2 separate regions of the Triticum aestivum genome follow, and region 1 is linked to region 2. Evidence: chromatin contacts called from public Hi-C data. All regions are on one chromosome and are shown on one strand. The core of a region is the stretch at or near the end of the contact, and the rest is flanking DNA. Distances in the headings are between cores, read along the strand shown.

Evidence for each region. A called contact is a pair of places that touch in the nucleus more often than the background predicts.
Region 1: a Hi-C map of leaf shows a contact between it and region 2, with 3 times the contacts expected there. The contact joins the enhancer-like site here to the promoter of LOC123136499 in region 2. A contact is called at or near these places in 2 of 5 Hi-C or Micro-C datasets (both in leaf).

The regions. Positions count from the first base shown.
Region 1 is chr6B:187,384,350-187,390,930 of IWGSC CS RefSeq v2.1, reverse strand. No RefSeq gene overlaps it. Among protein-coding and RNA genes, the nearest start is that of LOC123136501, 34 kb to the right of the region's middle. Within about 2 kb of position 3,435, at least 1 of the 8 cell types and tissues checked has an H3K27ac peak or open chromatin away from gene starts, as enhancers often do. A contact at or near this core is called in leaf, where this site is marked.
Region 2 is chr6B:187,324,369-187,330,457 of IWGSC CS RefSeq v2.1, reverse strand. LOC123136499 (B3 domain-containing protein LOC_Os12g40090) reads left to right here and starts at 4,707. Exons shown (of 6, transcript XM_044555886.1): 1 at 4,707-5,307; 2 at 5,550-5,797; 3 at 6,059-6,089. The coding sequence starts at 4,926.

The DNA of each region.
Region 1 (6,581 bases), core at 2,186-4,685, 62 kb before region 2:
AGAAAAATTTCAAAATCTTCAAGCTCGACTTCTGAAAAGGCTAATCCAATGGGGAGATGGTCATTTGGCTCAACCTGATAGGGAAGTGTTGATAAAATCAGTTGCACAAGCATTGCCCACTTATATCATGGGGGTCTTTAAGCTTCCTTATTCAGTTTGTGATGATCTAACTAGCTTGGTTAGAAACTTTTATTGGGGAGCGTCAGAAGGCAAGAGGAAGGTCCACTGGAAGGCTTGGCCAAAGCTGCAGCAGCCTAAGTGTAAAGGGGTGCCGTGTTTCGAGACTTTCGTATTTTTTATCAAGCACTATTGGTCCGCCAAGCATGGAGACTAATCACAAAGTTGGAGTGTCTGTGTGCTCAACTGTTGAAGGCTCGCTATTATCCAAGTGGGAAGTTGGAAGATACTGTTTTCACGGGCAACGCTTCTTCTACGTGGACAATTATTTCTCATGGTCTAGACCTTCTAAAAAAGGGATTGATATGGAGGATCGGCAACGGTCAGAGTGTCCGTATCTGACGTGACAATTGGATACCGAGGCCTTTTTCTTACAAGCCAATTTCTTTACTGGGGAGATGCCGTATGAGATATGTATCACAGCTCCTGAACGCCAATGGATCATAGAATGGTCAACTTTTACGTTCAATCTTTCTGCCATGTGATGTCTTGGAGATTTTGAAAATTCGAGCATCCCCGAGACAGGGTGCGGATGTACTAGCTTGGGGGCCAGGAAAATTTGGTGTTTTCACAGTTAAATGTGCGTACGATATGGCGTTTGATGAGTCATGACGTGAGATTGCCCAAGAATCTAGTTCTGCACCAGAGGGGAGGCGGGCTTGCTGGAAATTGATTTGGGGAGGTATGTCTACACCAACGGTTAAAAACTTTGCCTGGAGAGTTGCTATAAATTCACTTCCAGCCTGGCAGAATAAATATAAGAGAGGACTAGAAACTTGAGATGTTTGTCCTGTTTGTGGTACTGAGCCGGAGGATAGTTTCCATGCACTATGCCAATGTCCACTAGCAGTCCAGCTCTGGGACTGTATGAGGGATGTGTGGCGCTTGCCGAATCTTAAGGAAGTAATTCACACTGGTGTAGAATGGCTACTGGATGTCTTGCATCCATTGGGAGATGTTCAACGAACCATGGTTTTGTTTACCTTTTGGAGAATATGGGATAACCGTAATGAGGTGACACACAACAAGACCCCACCACCGATGGATACATCTAGACGTTTTTTGTGCAGTTACATGGACTCTTTGATCGCAATGGCCCAAGACTATGGTTGTGATCCTGTGAAAGGTAAAGTTGTATTATCTTATGCTCCAGTTGTGAAATGTACGCATGAAATACCAGATGGTACACATCCTACAAAGTGGTCTCCTTCACCCGTTGGTTGGGTCAAACTTAATACGGACGGATCATGGACGGAGGACGGTAAAGCTGGAGCTGGTATGGTGCTTCGTGATGATCGCGACAATATCATCTATTCATCCTGCAGGGAACTCTTCTCATGTTGAGATGCCTTAGAAGCAGAAATAAATGCATGCATGGAGGGTTTATCTCTAGCCATTCAACGTTCGGATCTCCCAATTTGCATTGAGATGGATTTGATACTAGCGGTGAACATGTTGAATGACAGTGGCATGAACAGGTCTGTTTATGCGGCGCTGGTGCAGGAGAACATGCATTTGAAGTCTCTTCGTATGACTCGTATTACTCATATCAATCGTGATCAGAACTGTGTAAGTGATTTCCTAGCTAAATTTGCTAGAACTGGTAGTGGAACTATAGTTTTGTTGGGCTCTGGCCTCCAAAAAGTCATTGAGTTACGTAAGAAGGATTGTAGGGTTGATGCTTAAGTAATATAAGTTTTTACCCAAAAAATAAAAGAATACGGGACAGGGAGTGTTGGCCTCAATTCTACATTTCCACAGGCTTGATTTGTCGAGACACGCAGAATCTTGTCTGGTTTTCACCTTTTCACATCTTCCACGCTCGACCGGTTCTCTACCGCGACGCTCGTCATGTTTATTTCCGTGTAGCTCATCTTTCGCCCCTTATCAGCGGGCGCCTATTTCTGGCCGTGCATCCCGTGAGCGTGTCTGTTCTTTTTTCTGAGCACGGTACAAACGCAAGCGTTTATATACACGCGCATATACTCATTCCTATGAACTCACGCACGCATACCTTATTTCTATGAGCACCTTTAAAAGACCGAACCGGCATATCATCTTGAAATTTACGAAATCATCATAGGCACCTCGTCGTCGACGGAGACGTCTTCTCCCACTGAATGCGCATCGCCGGAAATTTTGAAATAACCAGGAATAAATGCGAGCACAAGAATTTGAACCCTGATGGGTTGGGGATACTATAGTCCCTCTAATCATACAACCACATGTTGGTTCGCTTACCCGCCGTCCGTTCCAAAAACGGAAGCTACGTTTCGTAATAAACGATCCAAAATTCGCAAAAAAGAAGAAGAAAAATATCATGGAAGTCTGGAAGGGTCGCCGGATCGGCGACGGCGAGCCCGACGTGCGATGCGCGGGTCGGCCGTTGAGACGACATGCATGCGTCGACGCATCTCGCCGGCGATTCCACCGGATCGATCACGGTTCACGGGCGAGGAGATTGGAATCTGGAGCACCGGGTGCCGTACTGCACCGCCTAGTATAAGCCACTCAAACAAACCGATCTGTGCCTTTACCTGCCCCTGGCTTCACGTAGTCCAAGCATGGTGACTGCTGAGTAAGCAATCCACCATCGTTTGAACGACGGCACGAGGCAGCAAATGCCTGCGCGCGAGCCCAGTGGGACACGCGCCGTGCAGTCCGGAATCACGGTCACGGGCTCGATCTTGCACGGCCACTTCATTGTTCTAGCCATCGTTTTCTCGCACAACTTTTATCAAGAAGACACGGGGGATCGCGCAGATAAGTTCAGTTCGTTCGGGTTTCCTTGTTTATGTTCGGCCTTCGCAGGTTCCCAACTTGTGTTGTGTAGGCCTTTGACGCCTGCCACAGTTGCTTATAGTGTAACTATAATTAATCAAAACACAAGCTAGGTTATCATATCACTTGTTTTGAAGGTTATCATACTTCCGTACCGTTTGATTATAGGTTTACTTTGGTACTACACCAGTTGCAATTGACCAAGTTCGGTACGTGGATTGTTCTATAACGCATTTTGGTACGGAGCAAGTGCTGGTATAGTTTACTCGTTGCAAAGGTATGGTCAAAAGGAAAGAAGAAAAGAAAACCCCATCGAAAAAATCGCTGGCGCATCTCTTTTCCGTACCACGGCGTGTATGCAACCCTCGCGAAAATGCGCGGTCCTTGCCTGGATAACGACGCGCAGGGCGGGGCCATGGACGGAAGCTCCCAATGTTGGTCGCTCCGTCGCGATCGCCGAGTGACACAGCAGTCCGGCCTTTCGACGCAGAAAAGGAGAACTGAAGAGTCAAGTCTCAAGTGCACCTATTCTGAAAGCCACGTCGACCAACATAGTTTTCCTGCACTGCACGCTCCATTGAAAATGCAGGGTATTCCTTTCTAGTCAAAAGCTGGGCGTGGTCGACATTGCTTCCGAGAAGATGGGTCGAGGCCACGCGTGATTTTCCACGGCCAGACCGAGAGCGATAGGAATATGTACGTGCAGGCGTGTGCTGCTAGTCATCTACTCCTAATTAACTTGCTGTTCCTCCCTCCATAGAAGAAGGGGTGAACCGCTTCAGACGATGCACCCTGATGCATGACCTTACCAGAGAACGGCCAAGTCGAGTGCCGGTGTCAAAAATTCAGCTGGAGGTGTCATGATATTCAGTTAGAGGTGTCTGAAAATTTCTATTTCGGTTCACTGCATAAATGTTGATTTTGTGTTACAGATGGGGGAGGTGTGGTTGCTTAGGCTCATTGCCACCCACCATCTGCTTTGTATCGGCGTCGCCATCGCCATCGCCATCTACCCTCTCCTCCTCGTCCAGACAGACAGGCATATTCCTGGTTCCCGACACAACCCCTGTCTTGTCAGCTAACGGATCCACCAGGACCTTGGAGGTGCGAGAGCGGTACTTAGACGACCCAGCTCGCTGTTTGGGATCTTCCGAATATGCCTCATTCATCGCCCAGAGCGGGATCTCGATTGGAAGGGTCGAACGCCTGGGAATCATCGGAGCCAGCTCCAGCTTCGTCGCTACGGATGTCACGCCTGTTGCGCCACGAAAGCCCACGCACTGGGAAGCAGCCCAGACAATGCACAATGTCCAACATCACATTCTACCACCGGAGACTTCAGGAGCACCCAAGACAACACCTTCATGAAGAGGGCGGTGTCGTGACGGCGTCGTTGTCCGGTTTGGCGAACCGGATCTAGGGTTTTCCTCGACGCTCAAGGGGCATGGAAGAGAGGCCATAGAAGCGCCTTCAAGAAGGGGGCAACACCCGCGGGTATCGCCACTACCAGCATTGGCAAGTCGAGCACGGGTTTCGCCTAGCCTGAGACTGAACAATCCCAAAGAAGCCGCCGGAGTCGGAGACGTGGACATGAGAATGTTGGCTAGAGCAGCCACCGCAGGAAGGAGGGACGCGCCCACAGGACCCACCACCACTCGGTGTCGCCCTCGTTGCATGCACCCGAGCAACCACAACCAAATCTGGACATAGAAGACCCGGACTTGCCGCCACCAGCACCAAGCATGCAGCACGAAGAGAGTCATGGCTAGGTCGTTCCGCCCGGATAGACGCCGGAACTAGGGCAAGGATTGGTTGCAGCACACACCAAAGGTTGGTGGCCGAGAATGGAAGCAAGCAGACGAAGGACGGGGTTGGATCCCCACCGTAAACGTACACCAGGCTACAAACCACCGATCAACCAGGGGAAGCGGGGACGTTGGTGGCTGCAAATGGTGCAGCCTGGTAGGGAGGGGGCTGGGGGAGGGGTCCACAGCAGCATCGAACAAGTACGCAGTCGATGGCTCCTTAGTGTAGCCATGGATCTGGCGGGGGGATGCACCAGAGGGACGGTGGCCCAGAAGTAGAGGTGATCAGTCGTGGAAGACGAGAGAAGGATGGAGGAAAGTGGCCGGAACAGGAGGGCACACAAGCTCAGACGATCGACGCGGCAATTGGAGACTGGCAAAGTGCCCCGCCGCCACCGTCCCTGCACGAGCTTCGTCTACAGGCGCCTCTGGTGGTGGCGCGGTGGGAGAGAGGTGGTGGCGGTGAGTAGGGTTCCCCGGTGTCGTTTGAGGAGAGCGACGCGTGGGGAGGGGGTGGGGCACATAAAAACTTGTTGCCTGTGATGAAATGAAATTTCTGGTAGAAGGTGAGACTGATCAATTATTTCTTGATGGAATTTTTGTTCATATTTACGTTCCTCGATCAGTCGCTCCAGCCCCGACAAGGTGTCCCATGCAATATAATGCACTGCTCAGCAATCGGAAGCGTATATATCAAGCATGTGCACCTGCCAACCGTACTTTCCGTGAATATGGCGCCCGCGCATGCACACGTGCTTTCTTGCATGGATATGTCTGTCGACTGCATCAGTGGCATGCCGCAGTTATTGCGTGCCGCGTGTACATCACTGTAATCACACTGATAGAGCGAGTTGTGATTTTCTTTTCCACCGCCACGGAAAATGTAGTGGATGCTGCCGTGTTCGAGTGAGGCGAGGCAACGAAAGAAAAACAATGTACATAATCAAACAAGCCCGACTATGCAAGCAGCAAACTGTCACCAAGCCCACCTGCGTCCCGCACCGTTACGGTGCACATCACCACGTCCTGTAGGGTACCTCGGTCGGTTCCAATTGGCAAGCACGTCTTTGCGAAAAGCAGATCCACTAATAAACAGGCTTATCTTGTTCGTTTATGCTCTCCCAAAGCTGCGTGTTTGCGCTTTCTGGCACAAGTGGCAGCAAAAGGGCACATATTTGTTCCTCCTTTGGCACGTCCCTTCCGTACCACGGCATGTACGTAGCATGCTCGTAGTCCGTCCGTCACCCGCGAAAGCCGAAAGCGGCGCGGGACTTCGGTGGCTCCCCAGTGGCCGGCGTGCAAGCCCAAGGGATAGCTATAGCTGGTTTTATGATTCGCTGGCGCGCTTCATGGAAGAGATTCCACCACAGCACAATGTCCAAAACGATCTATCGGTCACGGACGAGGAATCAGACTGTGCGCAGCTGCACGCCGCTTAGCCAAAGTGCATGGAAGCGAGCACACTGCCCTACGGCGTACAGTACGCCGTTAAAAAAGGAGTGATCGATGCATCGACTTGTGTAAACAAACTCTCTCGACCTGCCACCGTCAATCCATCGTTCGGTGGTGGCAGCATGTGTCTGAAGTCCACGCGTGACCCGTACCGTACAGCCCGGAATCACGGTCACGGGATCTCCCACGAATTTATATCAGTTTTGCTAAATTTATCTAGATGAGATATAATTTGGTCTCATTCATCTTTTATAGCCATTTAATTTAATGTGATGCGTGTATGCTGATGTGAGTTATATATGTTTTTATTTTCAAATGGAATGAAATAAATTATATCTCATCTAGATGAGTTCTAGGTACTCCCTA
Region 2 (6,089 bases), core at 3,458-5,957:
TGCAAGGTGAAGGAGTCCACCGACCGAAAGAAGTCATGGACCGAAGGAAGGAGATATTTTGTTTGCCCCAATTATGCTTACGATCGTGCGCTTCCAACTAACGCCTATGACCTTCCACCGGTATGCTAGAGAAGTAACATGTTACTCTCAAATGTGTGTCATCACTAACATCCGTTTTATATGCAGTCACCGCCTCCTCTATGCAAGTACTTCAGCTAGATAGATCATGAAGTGCCAAAAGATATCCAAAAGGACCAATTAGAAGATGGTTTTAGGCGCCAACGGCTGTTCGAAGAAAGGTTTCAAAGAGGCTTGGAGGAAGAGCGTCGTCAAAAAGAGAGGATGGAGCGGAAGCAACACGAGGAGGAGAGGGCACGCCAAGCGAAGCTTGCTCGTGAGGAGGAGAGGGCAAGAAAGCTTGCAAGAGCTCGCAAGGCACAAGAGGAGGATGAGGCACGTGACAGGAAGGGGAAATGGCCCCGTATGACTCAGTAAAGCCTTCGCCTTCGATGGACTCGTCATGTAACCGGATGAAGCCATGCCAAATTTATCATGAACTATGTAGTACTAAGGCAAAAAGGCATGTGTCGTCAACTTGTCGTGAATGAAATTTCCGTTTGTATTAAATTTGGTGTGAAGATGTTTGCAATGTGTTGTGAATGAATTTAGTTTGTTAGTGTATTCTGGGATTTGTCATGATTCTTATTGAAAAACTGTTGTGCTGTGAAGAAAAGTGGGATATAACAGAACAGAGTGCTCTGTTTTCGGAGTTAGAACCCTACCGCCACAGGCCATGGCGGTAGGTTGCTGGACCCTACCGCTAGGTTGCTTGGCGGTAGGGGGGCCAAAGTTTCTGTGACGAAGAAACCAAAACCGCTGGCGGTAGGACCAGACCCTACCGCCACAGGCCATGGCGGTAGGGTGCTGGACCCTACCGCCAGGTGCCATGGCGGTAGGGGGGCAAAGTTTATGTGACGAGAAACGCCAGGGCCCTGGCGGTAGGGTCTGGTCCCTCCTCTCCCCTGTTTTGCCCCATATGTGTTAAATGTTAGCATAATATACCTAATTCTATCAAATATCAGAATGATCATCTCGCAAGCACATACATAACTCGACTCAACATAGTTCATTACATTCACGAATAACAAATGTTCAAACTTATTAAAACATGACCCGGTTCGGATGACATCGTTTGAAACTAATAACTCATGCTCAATGGCACATTTTCCAAACAGGTAACATATCTCGCATACTTATCAGACGTTCAATTTGATTGTCATGCTCTTGATTACGCTTCAGTTGAAAGTCTGTGGATCCTGCCCAATGACCCAACACACCATTCGTTTCACGGAACCAAGCCCATGCACCACGGCGAGCGGGATTCTCTGACACGCCCTGTTTGATTGCCCATCCTATGACCTGCCCGGGTTTCCTCAAATCCATCTCATGGAATTCTTCTTTGCTTGCAGTGAACACAATCTGAACTGCCAAAGCGTGTCTGCAAGCATATTCCTGGTCTTGTAGCTGATCAAGCATGCTCTCTTTCTCCTTCACAAGCTTTCGGAATGCTTTTTTCTCCTTAGCATCAGAAGGTTCCTCGATAAAATGATACTTGCTGAAATCCTTCATGACCGCATTTGCCTCATCACAACTCTTCAACCATGCTTCACATTCCTTCTTCAAGCAACGGTGTCGCTCCGCCATGATCTTCTCACACGCTTGTTCATAGTCATGGATCGACTGTCCATCCTACATGAATATACGGGTTTAAGATGACATAAATAAAAAAATAAAATAAATTAAGTAGAGTACAACACTCGGTTACTTGATATGACATACAACACCAAGTTCTTAATGAGTTCAAATGTTAAGGGTACAAGTCATAGTAGTTCAAACGACGACCAAGCATAGGGTACATGTCATTACAGTCCAAATGACAAAGATTACATAGCCTCATGCAATACTATGCGGCGTACGGTCCCGGGTTGCAACAAATAACATCATTTCTTTCTTTGACCCATGCCCAACGAGATGCACGGTTCTCATCCGACGAGAATGGTTGGCGAACTAACCAATCAATGACCTGACCATGATTGCCCATGTCTATCTCAGCATATTCTGCCGTTGTCGCACACAATGTAATTTGCATTGCAAGATCACGCCTACAATTTTTTTCCGCCGTCTTGAGCTTCTTCATCAGCCTCTCCTTTTTTGTTATAAAATTTTCGGAACGGTCTTTATTGAAATAATTATATGAAAAGGCCCTACACTCCGCATTCAACGCATCAATGGCTTCGATCCACAAGTTCATCTTTTCCTCAATCAATTCGCGTTCACGGTTCGCCGCCGCCTCAGCAGAAGTTTCAAAGAAAACGAACGGTGCCATCCTACAATTCGAAAAGTTGCTATTAAAGTAACTTAGCTTTAATTGCTTTCTTAAGCATAACCTAATCCCCATTATGTACATTAAGATTAGCACTAGATCTAGGCACACAAACTTTTCTACAAGCAATTCTAAGCACATCATACATAAGGAAATCACAAACATAAACCTAAATGGATCATAGTAATTGATTTGACCACACCAAAATGATGAGCTAGGGTTTGCAATCAAATGAGCAAATGCAAAGTAAACAAAGATATCAACCAATCAAAATGAGGGGAAATGAGAGAGCCACCTTGAGTGATGAAAATGGTAAGAATCCACCGGAGAAATCTCAAACAAATGAGAGAGATTTGGGAGGCTCTTGTGCTTCAAAGAAAGAGGGGGGGAGAGTTGAGCTCGGTGGAGAGGTGATGTGGGCTGAATGAGTGGTTGAGGAGGGGGGAATATCCAGCCCCTCCCCACCTTATCCAGAACACAGGACCCTACCGCCAGAGGGTATGGCGGTAGGCTCCAGTAACCTACCGCCGTAGGGTATGGCGGTAGGCCCCTTTCCATGTCAGCGACTGCCAACGGCCGTCAGTCGCCGTCAAAGTGCCTACCGCCGTAGGCTATGGCGGTAGGGCACGCAATCCTACCGCCAGGCCCTCTGGCGGTAGGCAAAAGGGTCAGATCCCGAAATTTTTCCGAACTGGGGTCAGATCCCGATTTTGTTTCCAAAAAGGGTCAAAACACGAAATTCGGCCGCCGGACGCCCCGCTTCGCGTCCTGTCTCTCGCACGGTCGACCGACCACCGGCTCGTCATCGTGCACTGAGAATTCCAATGAGATGCTCCTGCTTTTGGCTCCAGCTTCATGCCCTCTTTTGCTTTGCCAAAAGAAGATCCACTAAGCGCACTAGAGTCTCGGTTGAATTTGGTAGCATTTAGTTCTTCGTTTTAGGTTGAAGTTGTTATGAACCTTCTGTGAAGCGTGGTGGTTTTCAGTAATGAAAATCAAAAAAGGCAAGCCCTTCTTTGATAAAAAACCTAAGCGCACTAGACAAGCTTATCGTGTTCGTTTATGCCATCTCAAAGCTGCTTCTAGTAGCGCCACTCAAGTGGTAGCAAAAAGGGCACGCCGTCTTTATTCTTTCTTTTGCGCGTACCTTCTGTACCACGGCATGTACCAGGAGATATTCGCAGTCGGCCCCGCCCCCCACGAGAGCGACGCGCGACTTTCGAGGCTCCCCGCCGGCCGGCGAGCTCCTGGTTCGTGTCCCGGTCGCCAGCGCCGAGAACGGACGGATGGGTTCAACTGCTCGGCCTTTTCAGAGAAAAGGAGAAGCTAACGCAGATATGCAGATCAGCCACGTACTACTACAGTACTACGATCTTGAATAGATACGATACGACCGGTCGCTTCCGTTGATATGATCCCAAGAGTGAAAGGCACGCTAATCTATCCAGAGTCCAGTATTTAGAGGAGCACAGAGGTCCATCGTGGTCATTATTAGACCGGCTAATTTTTTTTGGCTCGACTATTTTTTAAAAAATTGGACAGAGAGAATTATTATTTTTTGGCTCGACTAGTTTGTTCGTCGTTGAGAGTTTCATCGCTCGAATCATTGAACATATAAAGGATAAGCCAGTGCGCCTAACTAGCGGCACTGGCCACGTCTCCTTTTATTCCCTATACATCGAAGGGGCATCGAAGGTACAGGCGGGAGAAAGTCTGAACCCTAGCCCCAAGCCCCGATCCACAGCCCCCACGCCCCTCGCTCCTCCCTCCCTCATCCGCCGCCGCGCTCCCTCCCACCTCCTCCTCCTCCTCCTCCTTCTGCGTCCTAGGAGTCCCAGCCGACGACTGCTGCTCCTCCACCGCCTCGCCTCTTCCTCCTCCTCGCCGTCCCATCGCTCGCGCGCAGGCCGTCGTGGCCACGCGCTTCACCGGGCGAACCCGATCTCCACTGCCTGCTCCGGGTTCGCGCGGGACGGGCTCCCCCGCCTCCTCCTCCTCGCGGCGGAGGACGACGCCTCTGGAGTGAAGGAGGGTGCCCAAACCATGGTCGAGCTGACGGTTGGGGCCGGGTCAAGGCTGCTGTTGGCGGCCTGGATGCAGGCGATGGTGGCGGCCAGCGGGGGTCTGGCGGGCGTGGCGGCCGACCGGTCCAGCAGCGACCTTGATGGAGGAGAAGGGATCTGGAGGGCATGGCGGCGGCTAGAAGGGCAGCAGCAGCCAGAGGGGCGTCAACCGGTCCAGCAGCGACCTTGACGGAGGAGAAGGGCCAGGCAGGATTCGTGCCCCTGCACCTTCAGGTTCCTCTCCGTCACCTATCCCTTCCTCCCTCTCCTTTCCAGTAGGTATACCCATGTATGTTTTGTCGAGATCATAAACAAGTCTTACTGTTTCGTTAGTTCATCCATAGAAGATAGAGTGCATCGATGCACCTCTCTCAAAGGACTGTAATATTCCCTTAAAAACCATGTGAGTTATTTGTACAATTTATGCTTCTCCATCTTAGCGCATACCGGACAAGTTTGCGAGCAATTTCATCAGGCAGATGCAGAGCCCACAGGGATTTGACCTGAAAGCATCAAGCGGCGAAACATGGCATGTAGGTGTTACCAAGGTTGCCAATGACCTGTTCTTCAGTTCAGGATGGGGAGATTTTGTCAAGACTCATGAACTGCAGGAGAATGACCTCCTGATCTTCACATTCAGCGGCAACTCCTCTTTTAAAGTCCTCATCTTCGATGTGACCGGCTGCGAGAAACTGTCTTCTCTCTTTGCTGGCGCTGGTATGCGCAAACATTTTGATGGTATGGTGGGTCAACAGGTTGAGCAATACGACGATTATGATGATACAAGTGTGCCGTCTCAGTTGATTGAGTCCCATCAGAATGTCTCCACTTTAAGGAAATTCAGTAGCAGGACCAAACCAAGGAAGGCATTATGTGGTTCGACTAATACATGAGATGATATCTCTGAATATATCCCTTTCTTGAGATCTTGGTGTAGTCAGCTAACACAGACCCATGTAACTATGCACATGATCAACATTCCTTTCTTGAGATCTTGGTGTAGTCAGCTAACACAGACCCATGTAACTATGCACATGATCAACATTTATCTTTTGCTGGTTTTTTCAGATGCTAAATTTAAGCTCATGTACACATTGTTTCAGGGAAAGAGCTTCTTCCTGGATCACCAAACTGTAGCAGATCATGTGATGTTAAGCATGAGGAAACTGCGGAAGAGGAGAGTGATGATGACACATATGCTGACTTCTACTACTGCCACTCAAGGGCCGCGAACAGACTACTTGACGACGAAAAACATGAAATAATCGGGTTGGCTTCAATCCAACCAGGCAATCCAGCATTCATGACATTTCTGCTAAGGTCCCATCTGCAACGCAAGGACAACTTTCTGGTCAGTTTGAACTGATCAAAACGATGTAACACACTTGCCGCAAGCTTGTGTAATTCTTTGTCAACTCTGGCATGTACTCCATCCATTCCTAAGTATAAGTCTTTTTAGAGATTCCAATATGAACTACATACATACGGAGCAAAATGAGTGAATCTACACTCTAAAATATGTCTATATACATTCGTATGTAGTCTATAGTGAAAGCTCTAAAAAGACTTATATTTAGGAACTAACATTAATTTCTCCTTGTGCCTTGTGCAGGTCATCCCCAGTGAATTTGTAGATGAACATC